Linked DNA regions of Danio rerio: region 1 is linked to region 2. A link is a contact called in public HiChIP or PLAC-seq data. All regions are on one chromosome and are shown on one strand. The core of a region is the stretch at or near the end of the contact, and the rest is flanking DNA. Distances in the headings are between cores, read along the strand shown. Region 1 holds the start of nab2 (NGFI-A binding protein 2 (EGR1 binding protein 2)). Region 2 holds the start of ube2v1 (ubiquitin-conjugating enzyme E2 variant 1).

Evidence for each region. HiChIP or PLAC-seq counts read pairs in DNA pulled down with a chosen protein or histone mark.
Region 1: a contact with region 2 is called in an H3K4me3 HiChIP or PLAC-seq map of embryo, with 2.2 times the contacts expected there. The contact joins the promoter of nab2 here to the promoter of ube2v1 in region 2. A contact is called at or near these places in 1 of 18 Hi-C or Micro-C datasets (an unstated tissue) and 1 of 4 datasets of contacts at active chromatin or transcription factors (embryo).

Annotation. Positions count from the first base shown.
Region 1 is chr11:2,639,944-2,645,994 of GRCz12tu, forward strand. nab2 (NGFI-A binding protein 2 (EGR1 binding protein 2)) reads right to left here and starts at 1,560. Exons shown (of 7, transcript NM_001114482.1): 1 at 1,053-1,560. It overlaps dnajc14 (DnaJ (Hsp40) homolog, subfamily C, member 14), which reads left to right and starts at 4,385. Exons shown (of 9, transcript XM_073916240.1): 1 at 4,385-4,709.
Region 2 is chr11:2,441,000-2,447,932 of GRCz12tu, forward strand. It overlaps ube2v1 (ubiquitin-conjugating enzyme E2 variant 1), which reads left to right and starts at 5,105. Exons shown (of 4, transcript NM_001037402.2): 1 at 5,105-5,169. The coding sequence starts at 5,148. pip4k2cb (phosphatidylinositol-5-phosphate 4-kinase, type II, gamma b) reads left to right here. Exons shown (of 9, transcript XM_021479691.3): 7 at 1-174; 8 at 1,748-1,851; 9 at 2,009-3,107. The coding sequence ends at 2,092.

The DNA of each region.
Region 1 (6,051 bases), core at 310-2,809, 200 kb after region 2:
ATGACCAGCTAAAACCAGCTTGACCAGCCTGGCCAGGCGGAGAGCCCAGTCAAAACAAGCTATGTCCGGCTTAAACCAGGCTGGTCAAGCTGGTTTTAGCTGGATTTAGCTGGTCATTTTCCAGCCTGACCAGCTAAGACCAGGCTGGAAATGGCTGGAAACCAGCCTGGAAATGGCCAAAACCCCTATAAAACATGCCTGGTCGACCAGCTAAAACCAGCCAACCAGCCTAGGCTGGTTTAAGCTAGATTTTTTAGCAGGGCTGAGGTAGATGTTAGTACCTAAATGATTCGAAGAGGTACGTTTGGAAAGCCAATGCCCCAGCGACATCTATCTTTATGACTCCTGTAATCTACAAATTAAGACTGTCTTTTAGAAAAATAAACAGTTAAGAGACTTTAAGTAAATATTAATCAATTGAAATAACTCAGTTTCATCAATTTATTAAGGATATAATGACTGTAAATCATGATGCAAACTACTGTAAGCAGTCAGAAAAACAATGCAATGGACACAGGGCTTTTCTGATTGCTTACAGTAGTTTGCATTATGATTTGCATCCATTTTAACCTTAATGAATCAATAAAGTTTTTATAATTAACAGTTGAGGCATTTAGTAAACCTTAATCAAATGAAAAACTCAGTTTCATTGATTCATTGAGGTTTTATATGAATGTAAAATATAATATAAACATTTTCTGACTGCTTTTTGCTGATTCAGATATATATATATATACATATACACACACAAATGCTGGGTTGTTTATTCAATTAATTTTAAATTACAAATTTTAACCCAATGGTTGGGTTTTTCCATATTTAACCCAACTAAAACAACCCAGCAATTTAAGTGTGTATAAAAACTGATAGCACACACACACACACACAAACTATGCACTATTTGTAAAGCATTATAATGCTTTATAACTTGCACTTAGTAAACATCATATCCAGAGATGGTGTTACTCAGCTTTTTCTGCTGCTATAAATAGCCTATACAGTTGTAGTAGTTACACTAAAAATGCAGGTAATCATGCAGTTGAACTACTCACCTCGAGAGTCTTCAAGACGGAATCTTGAGCCTCCAGTGAAAACTTCTGCCACTCAAACGAGTCAAACTTTTTGGTTCTGTAATTAGACTTCAACCTTTACGCCCTATTTCGTGTTGTTTTCTGTGCTTGTAAGACCTTATTCTGCAGATGTGAATGTTCTTGAAACTCTTGTGTTGTTGTCTCTCTGTTCTGCTGTGCGCTCAGTTAATGACGCTCCTTTCGCTGCTGTGTGGGCGCGAGAAACGCGTGGGCGGACTGCGGCACGCCATCTGACCGAATAAGAGCCTTCCTCTCCGGGCTAGGCTCTGGGGGGAGCGCCCTTTTCTTCGGGTGTGGATGCACGGGGAATTCGCTCCATTTATTAACATGTTTGCCTATAATGTTTGGTAGAAATCAATTATGTACACAGCGCTATTATGTAGTTAAAATGGGAGTCTGGTTTTAATGCAAGAGAACGCATGGGTTGTGTGTGGTGGATGGGCGCCGGAGATCACCGTGTCTGTAGGCGGGGATCGGAGCTCTGTGACGCGGCTTGAGCAGCGGGATTCCCCGGCACCACACGTCACTCTCTCTGGTTGGTGAGCACATGTAAAGAAAAAGAAGAAGAAATGAAATGTCAAATAATTTTATAGATAGATAGATAGATAGATAGATAGATAGATAGATAGATAGATAGATAGATAGATAGATAGATAGATAGATAGATAGATAGATAGATAGATAGATAGATAGATAGACAGAAAGAAAGAAAATAAGCTGCCAGAGAATGTCAGACAGACAGACAGACAGACAGACAGACAGACAGACAGACAGACAGACAGACAGACAGACAGACAGATAGATAGATAGATAGATAGATAGATAGATAGATAGATAGATAGATAGATATACCTCCATAGCCTTGTCTCACTATTCCTGTGTTGTACTTTTTTAATTGTTTACTTCAAGATTATAAAATAATCACTCACTGAAATCACTGAAACAACAGCGCCACCTGGAGGACCACGCACTTTACACTGATTTATAAATGTTTGCTCTACTTTAATGTGGAACAATGGCATTCACCCAGTGCTGTGACAAAAAAAGAAAATAAAAACATTACATTGCATTAAATGATGGTTTCATAACATCACAATTAGCTTGAATAAACTTTACCACAATAACCACTAACACTGATAAGCAGAATTTTTAAACAATTATAAATGTATTATCTAAGTGCTGACCCTACTGAAAAATCCAGCTTAAACCAGCCTAAGCTGGTTGGTTATTTTTAGCTGGTTGACCAGGATGGTTTAAGAGGGGTTTTGGCCATTTCCAGGCTGGTTCCCAGCCATTTCCAGCCTGGTCTTAACTGGTCAGGCTGGGAGATGACCAACTAAAACCAGCTTGACCAGCCTAGCCAGGCGGAGAGCCCAGCCAAAACCAGCCATGTCCAGCTTAAACCAGGCTGGTCAAGCTGATTTTAGCTGGATTTAGCTGGTCATTTACCAGCCTGACAAGCTAAGACCAGGCTGGACATGGCTGGAAACCAGCCTGGAAATGGCCAAAACCCCTCCAAAACCAGCCTGGTCGATCAGCTACAACCAGCCTAGGCTGGTTTAAGCTGGGTTTTTCTGCAGGGGAAGGAGCAGATGACATCTTTAATCACAATTAAGTGAATTATTATGGATTATTTATTGAATAATTAATTATTTTCACATAACAGTTCAGGGTTAACAGAGACCTCTGATGATGGACAAAATGTTACCTTCCACTAAAAGCAGTCAACAATGCAACCACTTTAAAGAGTAAAGCAAACCCGTTTAAAAGCTTTAAAGTTGATCCGTGTCTGAGGTTCGTAATAGCATAATACTACCCTGCGTTGAATTAGCATGCTTCTGACACAAATTAGCATAATGTTAACATGATTCTATTATGATTTAGCACATTGTTAGCATGATTCTAGCATAAATTAGCATGTTGTTTGCATGTTTCTAGCATGATTCAGCATGTTACTAACATGATTCTAGCATGCATTAGCATGTTACTAACATTGCTAGTATAACTTAGCATGATTCTAGCATGAATTAGCATGAATTAACATGATTCTTGCATAAATTAGCATGTTACTATGTTTCCGGTATAAATTACCATGGTACTAGCATTATTCTAGTATGAATTAGCATATTGTTGACATAATTCTAGCATGAATTCGCATGTTATTAGAATGATTCCGGCATGAATTATGTTACTAGCATGATTCTAACCTGGATTAGTATGTTACTAGCGTGTTTCTAACATGAATTAGCATGTTGTTATTATGATTCTAACATGAATTACCATGTTACTAGCATGATTCTAACCTGGATTAGCATGTTACTAGCATGATTCTAGCGTGTTACTAGCATGATTCTAGCATGAATCAGATTGTTTCTAGCTTGAATTAGTATGTTGTTAGCATGAATTAGCATGTGTTAGCATGACTAGTATTTCACTAGTGTGTTGCTAGCATGTTTCTAGCACGATTAGTGTGTCAGTAAGATTTTAAAACTATTAGCATGTGTCAGAATAGCTAGTAACAGTCTATGAGACAGTTGCTAGGGTGCTGAAACTGGTTGCTAGGGGGTGGCTTGTAAGTGTAAATGTCATCAGTGATTGGCTGCTGGCTAGACAGTGTTGAATGAGGCCAGACTCTAGTCTGTAGGATAGTCTGATGCAGAGATATGAGCTCACAAATGTTAAATCAATGGGACTTTTGGGAATTTTCTAGGTCGTTTTTCGGAAAACCGAAAGTCGGATCAGTTAGAAAAGACATAACAACCTGAGTCAGATCATTTTTAAGGTTTGACGAAAGTTTAAAGTATGTAGCTTGAAAGGCTTAGGAGGAGATACACTTGAAAAATCTTCAGAAGACGGAAGAAGTTTATGTAGAATTTCAGCAAAGAATCACCTAGAGGCGACACTCTAGTGCAATACGGTAAACAGCCACTAGATGGCGCGGCGGCCATTTTGGAATGAAAACTCCAATGGAATAACAGCATATTATAAGTCTGTAAAATAAACTATTAAAAGTGCTGATGATTGTGATAGCAAGTGTTGTTTTGTCATCTTTCAGGTTGTATCTCAGCCTTGATGCACTTTTTACATAATTAATAAAAAACAAAGCGGCTGCTTGCCATCGCAACAGCAACAAGATCCAATGGACAGCCGATCGCTTTCACTCCTAAATGGCGGAATCCGGGGCTGTTGCTGGGCGCTCGCCTCTAGGTCATTCTAAGCTCTTTGATGACAGAAAAGATGACTTAAACGGAAGTGACGTTCCCGCGCTGCTGCTGCTGTACCCGGAAGTGAACAGGAATGGAGAGAGAAGGACAGTGAAAGCAGCTAAAGATAGGCGAGAAGACGGACTGAGCTGCTTTAAACTCGTTTTACACCCGAGATCAGCTGTACCGCCTGTACGCCGTTCGTTTACCGTAATGCTGCAGCAACGCTAGCGGTTGCAGCTTCTCTGTTAGCATATCCGCTAAAGCAACACAGCACCGCAAATGAAGAGATTAAACACATATAAAGACAATAAGACATAAACACTGAGGAGAAACACAAGCTGTGTCTGTAAAGCATCTGTTGGCAGCAGCTGGAGAGTCGATGCTAATGCACTTTATCAGGACGGAGAGTTCAGTAAGTTACATGTGATGTTTACATGTTTACATTCATTCTTCCCTCGTGGCTCTGATCTGAGAACTGCTTGAAAAGCGTTATTAAATGCTACGATATGAGTTTTGTTTATGTAGTGTTAGCTGTGTGACTCAAAGCGTTAAGTTCTGCTAATTTACTAGCATTACCAGTCGTGTGTTTAATTTTGAGTCAGTCAACAACAAGCTAACTTAACGTCAAAGAAAGCTGCTAAAACAATAGAGGTTACGTTATTTTTATAGTAGGATATTCAGACATTCTCCTTAATAATATCATTTCAAAAAAGTATTATTTGCAAATTCTAAATGGGGAAATCATATTAGCAGCAAATGGCTATCAAAGTGCATCATTGTTCACAGTGAATTAGGGCTGTGTATTGGCAAGTGCCTCACGATATGATACATGTCACGACACAATATATCACGATATGTTATAGAGGTAAAGTGGGTTTTATATTCGCACATTCCTTCATTTAGTCTCTATATTGTTTTATATTAGTTTTGTGCGTGTTTTTTATGTGTGTTTTCCAAAGTTATGTGCATCATGAGGTTTCCATCAATCGCTTTTATGAGCATCTCCAAAATGAGCATTAAAATCGGTGGGTGGAAACTTCGTCTTTAAAAAAGGGGAGGAGACTGACAGAAACTCTGAGTTTAGAGAATAAAAACTGCTCCTGACCAGGTTAGGTTCACAGAGTAAGTTGCCACGGTAACTTACTCTGAGTTAAAGTTACCTCTCGTTCAGAAACAGGTTTGACTCACCCTGCTTTCTCCAGTTTAACAAACCTGCCATTTTGAAACGGAAAACCCTGAGTTTCTCTTATTTCAGGGTTAAAATACTCTGAGTTTTCACTTAACCTCCTTTCTGAAACAGGCCCACGATATGATACATGTCATGATACAATATATCACGATATATTGTAGAGGTACAGTTGGTTTTATATTCAGACATTTGTTCATTTAGAAGTCTCTATATTGTTTACCATCTTACTTTGAATATTCGATCGGAATTAGCATGCAAGTATGACTTGAAAACAACATTAACACTGCTTATTTGACTGTGAACAATGATGTACTTTGATAGTCATTGGCTGCTAATATGATTTCACTATTTAGAGTTTGCGAAAAATACTTCTATGTTGTGGCAACTACACTGAAAAACCTGTAGAAATATCTTGCACGCGAAAATGTTACAAATAAATTGCAAGCAACACATTCATTTTAAGAAATAATGTCCAGAAGAAATGTAGAACAGAAAAATAACCTGGAAAATGTTTGAAAAAGAGTAAAACATGTACAGGAGGGATAAACCCTTTGTCTTCAACTGT
Region 2 (6,933 bases), core at 3,855-6,354:
AGGACTCTTTAAGCGAAGAGGAAGAAGATTCAGAGAATGATCTCCACCTTCCAGCGGTGGGGTCTTTCGGGACGTCCCCTGAGGGCATTGCTGGATACATGAGCTCCTACAAAGCTCTCGGTCCAGGAGAGTTTGATCCTTATGTTGATGTATATGCCATCCAGAGCGTAGATGGTGAGTTGCATTACAAAAAGCATTAGTCTTTAGCATTTTGTAGACATAACTACAACTATCAGCTCAAAGTATCTCATGCAGCTTTCATTTAGTTTTACAGGTCCTGTGAAGTGCTTTGAAATGTGCACTTTTAATTTGATGTTTGACGTAATCTCAAGTGAAACATGAAGAGAGGGTGGGACAAACAGCAGCTCCTCCCCTTTAAAAGAACAGCCAATAGCGTTTGTTTTTTCTCACAGCGCTGCTAGTGAGTGGTCGAGCTCAAGCGCATCAAAGGATAGCAAACATAAAGGGGGCAGGGCATGTCAGATTCTAGACGGAATTTGATTGGTCAGAGGTTTGATAAGGAACTGAAGTATCAGGTGACGTCAACAAAATCGTTAATCTATTCAGGCGGAACTGACAAACTGCTAGATTTGGATGTTTATATCAGATTTATATTTTCTAAATGTGAATTTTGTTTTGGAGCACACTTGAGGTTAATAAGCCAATGTCAATGTCTTTTAACCCTGCTGAAAAATCCAGCTTAAACCAGCCTAGGATGGTTGGCTGGTTTTAGCTGGTCGACCAGCCTGGTTTTAGAGGGGTTTTGCCCACTTCCAGGCTGGTTTCCAGCCATTCCTAGCCTGGTCCTAGTTGCTATGGCTGGTACATAACCAGCTAAAACCATCTAAAACCAGCTTGACCATCCTGGTTTAAGCTGGACATAGCTGGTTTTGGCTGGGCTCCCAGCCTGGCTAGGCAAGCCTGTTTTAGCTGGTCATCTCCCAGCCTGATCAGCTAAAACCAGTCTTCAAGTGGCCAAAACCCCTCTAAAACCAGCCTGGTGTACCAGCAAAAACCAGCCAACCATTCTAGGCTGGTTTAAGCTGGATTTTTCAGCTGGGAATATGCTAAAATAAATGTTTTATCTCATCTATATCCCAAGGAGATCAAGTAAAAAAAAAAAGAAGGCGCAAATATTTATGAATGTATTTCTTCTGCAAGCAAAACGGCTTATTTCTTTAAATTGGAAATGTACATGTGCACCAAATAGAGGCCGCTGGCTGAAAGAGATGGTAACAAACACGTCAATAGACAAACATATTTAAATATTAAAAAATAAATATATAATTTTTGGTAGAGTTTGGTAGAGTTTTGGTAGAGTTTTTGTTTTTAAAAGGTGGTGGATTTGGAAATGTTTTACTAGAAGATTAGTAAAAGAGGTGATGTTGTGTCCTGATGAAAAATACAGAGAAGCCTTTTGTTTTATTTGTTCATTTGTTTGCTTGTTGATTTATGTCACACCCAGTCCATGGAAATGTGTATTTACATGTTAAAATATAATAAAAAAGTTATTGAAAAAAACCTAACAGACATAAACTAACATCAACATTTTTTTATTTTAATTTCGCAGGACTTTTAAATTAATAAATGAGCAATGTTGATATAATAAATCACATTAAACCTAATTAAGATTAATCAATGATAATAAAAAGTTTTGTCATTTTTAACATTCCTCTCAAAATAAATGTCCATTATGTGTTTTCATAAATTAAATAGTACAGATTCTGTTGGTCTCTTCTTGGTGTAGGTGCTCCATGTAGAGAGGTTTACTTCATGGGTCTTATCGATATTCTGACCCAGTATGACACCAAGAAGAGAGCAGCTCATGCTGCAAAAACAGTCAAGCATGGAGTAAGTCAAACATATTTACTGTGCAGATCTTTCAATGCTAATTTAGTTTATTTAAAAAGACTAAACTGAACTTGAAATGCTTTTATTGCTGTGATTCTTATTGGATATTAAGTGTTACTCATTTGCCATTATTTTCATTTGTGTTTTGTATTTACAGGCCGGGGCTGAGATCTCTACAGTTCATCCTGAACAATACGCCAAGCGTTTTCGAGAATTCATTGCAAACATCTTCGCCAATTAAGAGCATTTTAAATGTATTCCTCCAGATCTAGTAGACATAACATTGCTTGGGAGCTAGTAAAATGTTCTCAATTAATTATATTAAAAGCATTTTTTAATTATTATGACTTTTAGTAATTATAAAACTGTGATTAAATTGCTTTTGCTAGTCACAATTACAGTGAGAATGCATCCTTCAGATTAAAAAATATAATTTTTTATGTCCCCTGATGGAGTTTGAGTCACCTTTGCTTCCTTTCCACAAGACAAAAATACTGTAGTAAATTATAGTTAAACTATACTACAGTAAAGTAACTGAATTAATCAGCTGTGGCAATATAACAACTTATGTAATACAAACAAATTCCACATTACTGTAGTTTTCTACAACTATTGTTATATTATATTACACACCAGAGTTTACTGTAGTAAAAACTGAAGGATACTATAAGAATACAATATAAGGATACCATACAGTTTATCAGTTCACTAGTTACTATTACAGTATGCTTTAACAAAGTGTTATAAATACTGTGATATACTAAATTACACCTTCCTATAGTATGATGACACTAGTGTTTACTATAAATTACTCAATTATTTTCTCATGTGGTTCAGACGGGGTCTGTAGGGCTGCCTTACTATTGAATCCCACCCTTAAACATTAATGAGAGGGGTCTGGCTGCAGACCTGGTGCAGTGCAATCTGGGCTGCATCCAATGTTTTTTAATGGGCTCACCTAACCCCACCCCTAACTCTACCCGTCACAGTGACGTCACTAGCTCCATTTGAGTGCAATGTGTCTGATATTGCATCGCTGAGTGATGCAGTCTCAGCTTGCATCATAAAGGCTGCATCCAGATACTATTGACATTATTAGTATTGAATTCACACTCAACCGAAAAAACTTTGCTGTATTTCTGTGGACTTGTTAAACACTATATTGATTGCTAATATTGTCCTGTTTGCCTCTGTAAAGGTGCTGTTCTGTGTTGTATAGTATAAAGCATTATAATAAAGGTGACTTGACAAATGTATGTGAGTATTTTGAAAAAGACATATATCACTTGATATGTTTTACAGGTTAGTGTGTGTTTGCTAGGTTGCTGTATTGTGTAATTTAAACCGCATCTCTGCATTAATAAGCGCCTCATAATCTTACTGTTCACTATTGAGTCCACTAAAATGACCTTTTACGAATGAGAAAATTCTGACTTTAAGCAGATTCAAAGTTCAGGGCTAAAGCTTTTGTGTAAATATTTCAGCTTATGTCAAATAGGCCACTGTAGTGATGAAATTATTGATTTTGTAATCTGACAGAGTTTTGTAATAATCCGTTTTTAAACGTAGGCCTATTTTAGGTTACACTTTAAGTTACACCTTATTTGAAGTGTAGATTCCAACTAAAATAGATGAATTAGCTTAAATCCCACAAAGCAAACCCTACTGAAAAAGACTTGCTAAAACCAGCCTAGGCTGGTTGGCTGGTTTTAGCTGGTCGACCAGGCTGGTTTTAGAGGGGTTTTGGCCATTTCCAGGCTGGTTTCCAGCCATTTCCAACCTGGTCTTAGCTGGTCAGGCTGGGAGATGACCAGCTAAAACCAGCTTAAGCAGCCTAGCCAGGCTGGGAGTCCAGCCAAAACCAGCTATGTCCAGCTTAAACCAGGCTGGTCAAGCTAGTTTAAGCTGGTCATTTTCCAGCCTGGCCAGCTAAGACCAGGCTGGAAATGGTTGAAAACCAGCCTGGAAGTGGCCAAAACCCCTCTAAAACCAGGCTGGTGAACCAGCTAAAACCAGCCAACCAACCTAGGCTGGTTTAAGCTGGATTTGTCAGCAGGGAAATATCTCTGGGCCAGTTCTGGCCCACACAATCAGGTTTTGCTTGGCCCACATGCTGCAGTGAATTACGGTACATGACTGGACCAAGTCTGACTTCCAGATAAAGGCTAAACATGGACCATATCCGGGCAAAGGTAATAACCCATAACTGAGCCTGAACTGGGCCAGATATGTTGGTGAGTCACGACTGCATTTGAAATTGATAAACCCACAAATCATTGCGCTTTTGGCACACTATGGCCGTGCTTTTTCTTGAGGCCACCTGATTGGTAGAATTTGTTTATTTTTATTTGAAAATAATAACAAGGTATTTTAAATTTGGGTCAAGATAAGCAGAGCTTACATGTCCCACATATCCATTATTAACATCTGGGCCAAATACTACAATTTATATCTGGCCAAAGTATTGTATGCCACCTTAAAGACGGAGCCACCTCTGCCAAACCAGGGCCATGTTTGGCCCACATGCCAGTATGTATGCCAGTGCCGGATGAAAGCCTGCTGTGCCAGATTTATGCCAAATCTGGGCCAGAATTCTTTGCTACCTGGGATGTTAAGTGTTTGCTTAGCATTCAAAAGCTAGTAGTGCTTCCTACATTCCCTGTGACTTACTTAGCATAGCGGAAATTGAAGAAATATATTTATTTTACCCCTCACAGTGCATGAAGGTATTATCTAGCTACTAATGAATCTACTAAGTGCACATCAGTTGTTATTGTGATGCATTTTGGTTTGAAATGTGCAATGTTTTTGATTCCATCTGACAACATTTTATTAGGTCTAAAGGCTATTTATTTATTTGTTTATTAGTCGTATGTTTATGTTTAAACATGAATTACTAATCTTTAATGTTATTATATGTGATAATGTTGTTAGATTTAGTTTCTGATACTGATTTCGACAAATAGAACGTTAAAGTTCAAGTTATGGTTTTAACAAACTATAATACACACTTTATTTCTGCAGACTATAAAACAACTTAAAACTTAATGTGAATATTGTATAAAATATGATAAAAATATCGATAACTTAAAAAAAGCTATTTCAGCTATTTAAGGGGATGAATTTACGACATTTACAACAGTAATTTACAATATTTACAAGCATATTAAGTAGAAAATGATGACTAACTTAAGCGCATTATATTGAACTTCAATTTCCAGGTTCACCGATTATTTCATGCATAATTCATGAGGCGATTGTTCACTGTTGGCGCGTCCCCGCTGCTGAGCAACAAGATGGCGGCCGCCGCCGGATCAGGTAAATTTATGAAAAACTGCCTTTGTATCAGATTGTTTCTTTCTTTCGTATGCAAAACGCGTGTTATGATGAGATAAACCGTGGAAGAAGTGTACTTTCATTGAAGTATCGACCAGTGTTACTGTGTTTAGGCTCTCGGCATTCATGTGGGTGTGTTTGCACAGCATTAGCCTGTCAAAACCGTGGCATTTATCGCGTTTAATGTCGATGGAGTTTGTGTTTGGGTCTGTTTTAAGTGGGTTAACATCCACGTACATCGCTGTTGATCTGTTTGGGTTAATATACAACAGGGTTTTAATGTTATATGCGTATTCTGTTGGTTAGCCATGTAGCTTATTCAACTGCAGCGTCATGATAGAGAAACAACACAATACAGTGGCCGTGTCTCAAAACCTCCTGAGCTGCCCTTGCTAGACAACACCTCTGGATGTGATTAGAAACAGGTGAACTTGAGTGATGTTTTAAAATCTTAAATTTGTTAATTCGTTAAGATTTGACAATGTTAGCCAAAGTGCTGTCCATGTAGGCAGCTCGCTAATTTGAGACACAGCCAGTGATCTATGCAGACCCTAATGTTAAAAACGCCTAACGTCTTGCCTTTAAACAAAGAAACGAATATTAATAAATTCATAAGTGTTTTGTAGTCTCTGTAACACGTGTACAGAGGTAATTTCCTATTAAATACATTTTTAGGTAATTACTTATAACTCACATTCTTTAGCTTGGTGGTTTGTGCCACACAATTGCCTTCTTTATATAAATATAATTGCAGAAGTGAAACTGCACACTATTGTTTTACATATTACATATAAACCTCTTTTTTACAGCATGAACATGCTAAATTTAACTTTACATTAGACACCACCAGTTGTTTTGTTTTTGTATTATAGTGTGCACTTGTGCCGTACTAGCAGCACTGTTTCCCAAAGTACATTTCCCTTTCATTTTTCCCACAGAGAATTATAGTCTTTGTTATAGCATTTTAAGCCATGAACCACACCACCGCATCATGAACTTTGATTTGAAACAAAGAAATATTTGAAATCCGGACAAATACACAATACTCTATTTTAAATGACTGAAAGAACTACAATGCCATGAAGCATTGCCAGGGATACAATCAAATTTAACCTATAGGATATTGTGAGATCAGCGAAATTAACTTTCATCTATGATGCTTCATTGGAGTGGGTGGAACTAAATGTATTTTACATTTTCCTCTTTATGTCTGTTGGATTATTCTGCATAGCATGATGGGTATTGTAGTTTTTCTGCACAAATTTGACTATCAAATACGATTATTTTAAAAATAAGTTAAATTAATGTAAACTGAAGGGTTCAGCAAAATCACTTACAATCTAAATTAATTCTTGGAGGTCTCAAAAGGGCTGTTTTTGATCGTTTTTGTTATTTAGCATTACTATTTAAAATATTGTATCCTCTAATGTAAATTAATAGAGCATTTACTCTTCTATTTGTGTTCACAAATCGCCAATTAAAAGGTGACATTTTTATCAATTGAGTTATCGATATATTCTTATTAAATAACAACTTATTTACATTATGGTATTTTTTTAATAAAGTTGTTTACAAGACTTTTTATTTAAAAAAACAAATGTTACACACACTGTTTTCTATATGGAATGTAAAAACTTTGAAGCTCAATATCTCAAAATAATTCAGATGGCAGATAGAACCTTTATAATTTTGATTTGATTTATTTATTTTCGAACAAAACTATCATACATAAAATATCATTAATAA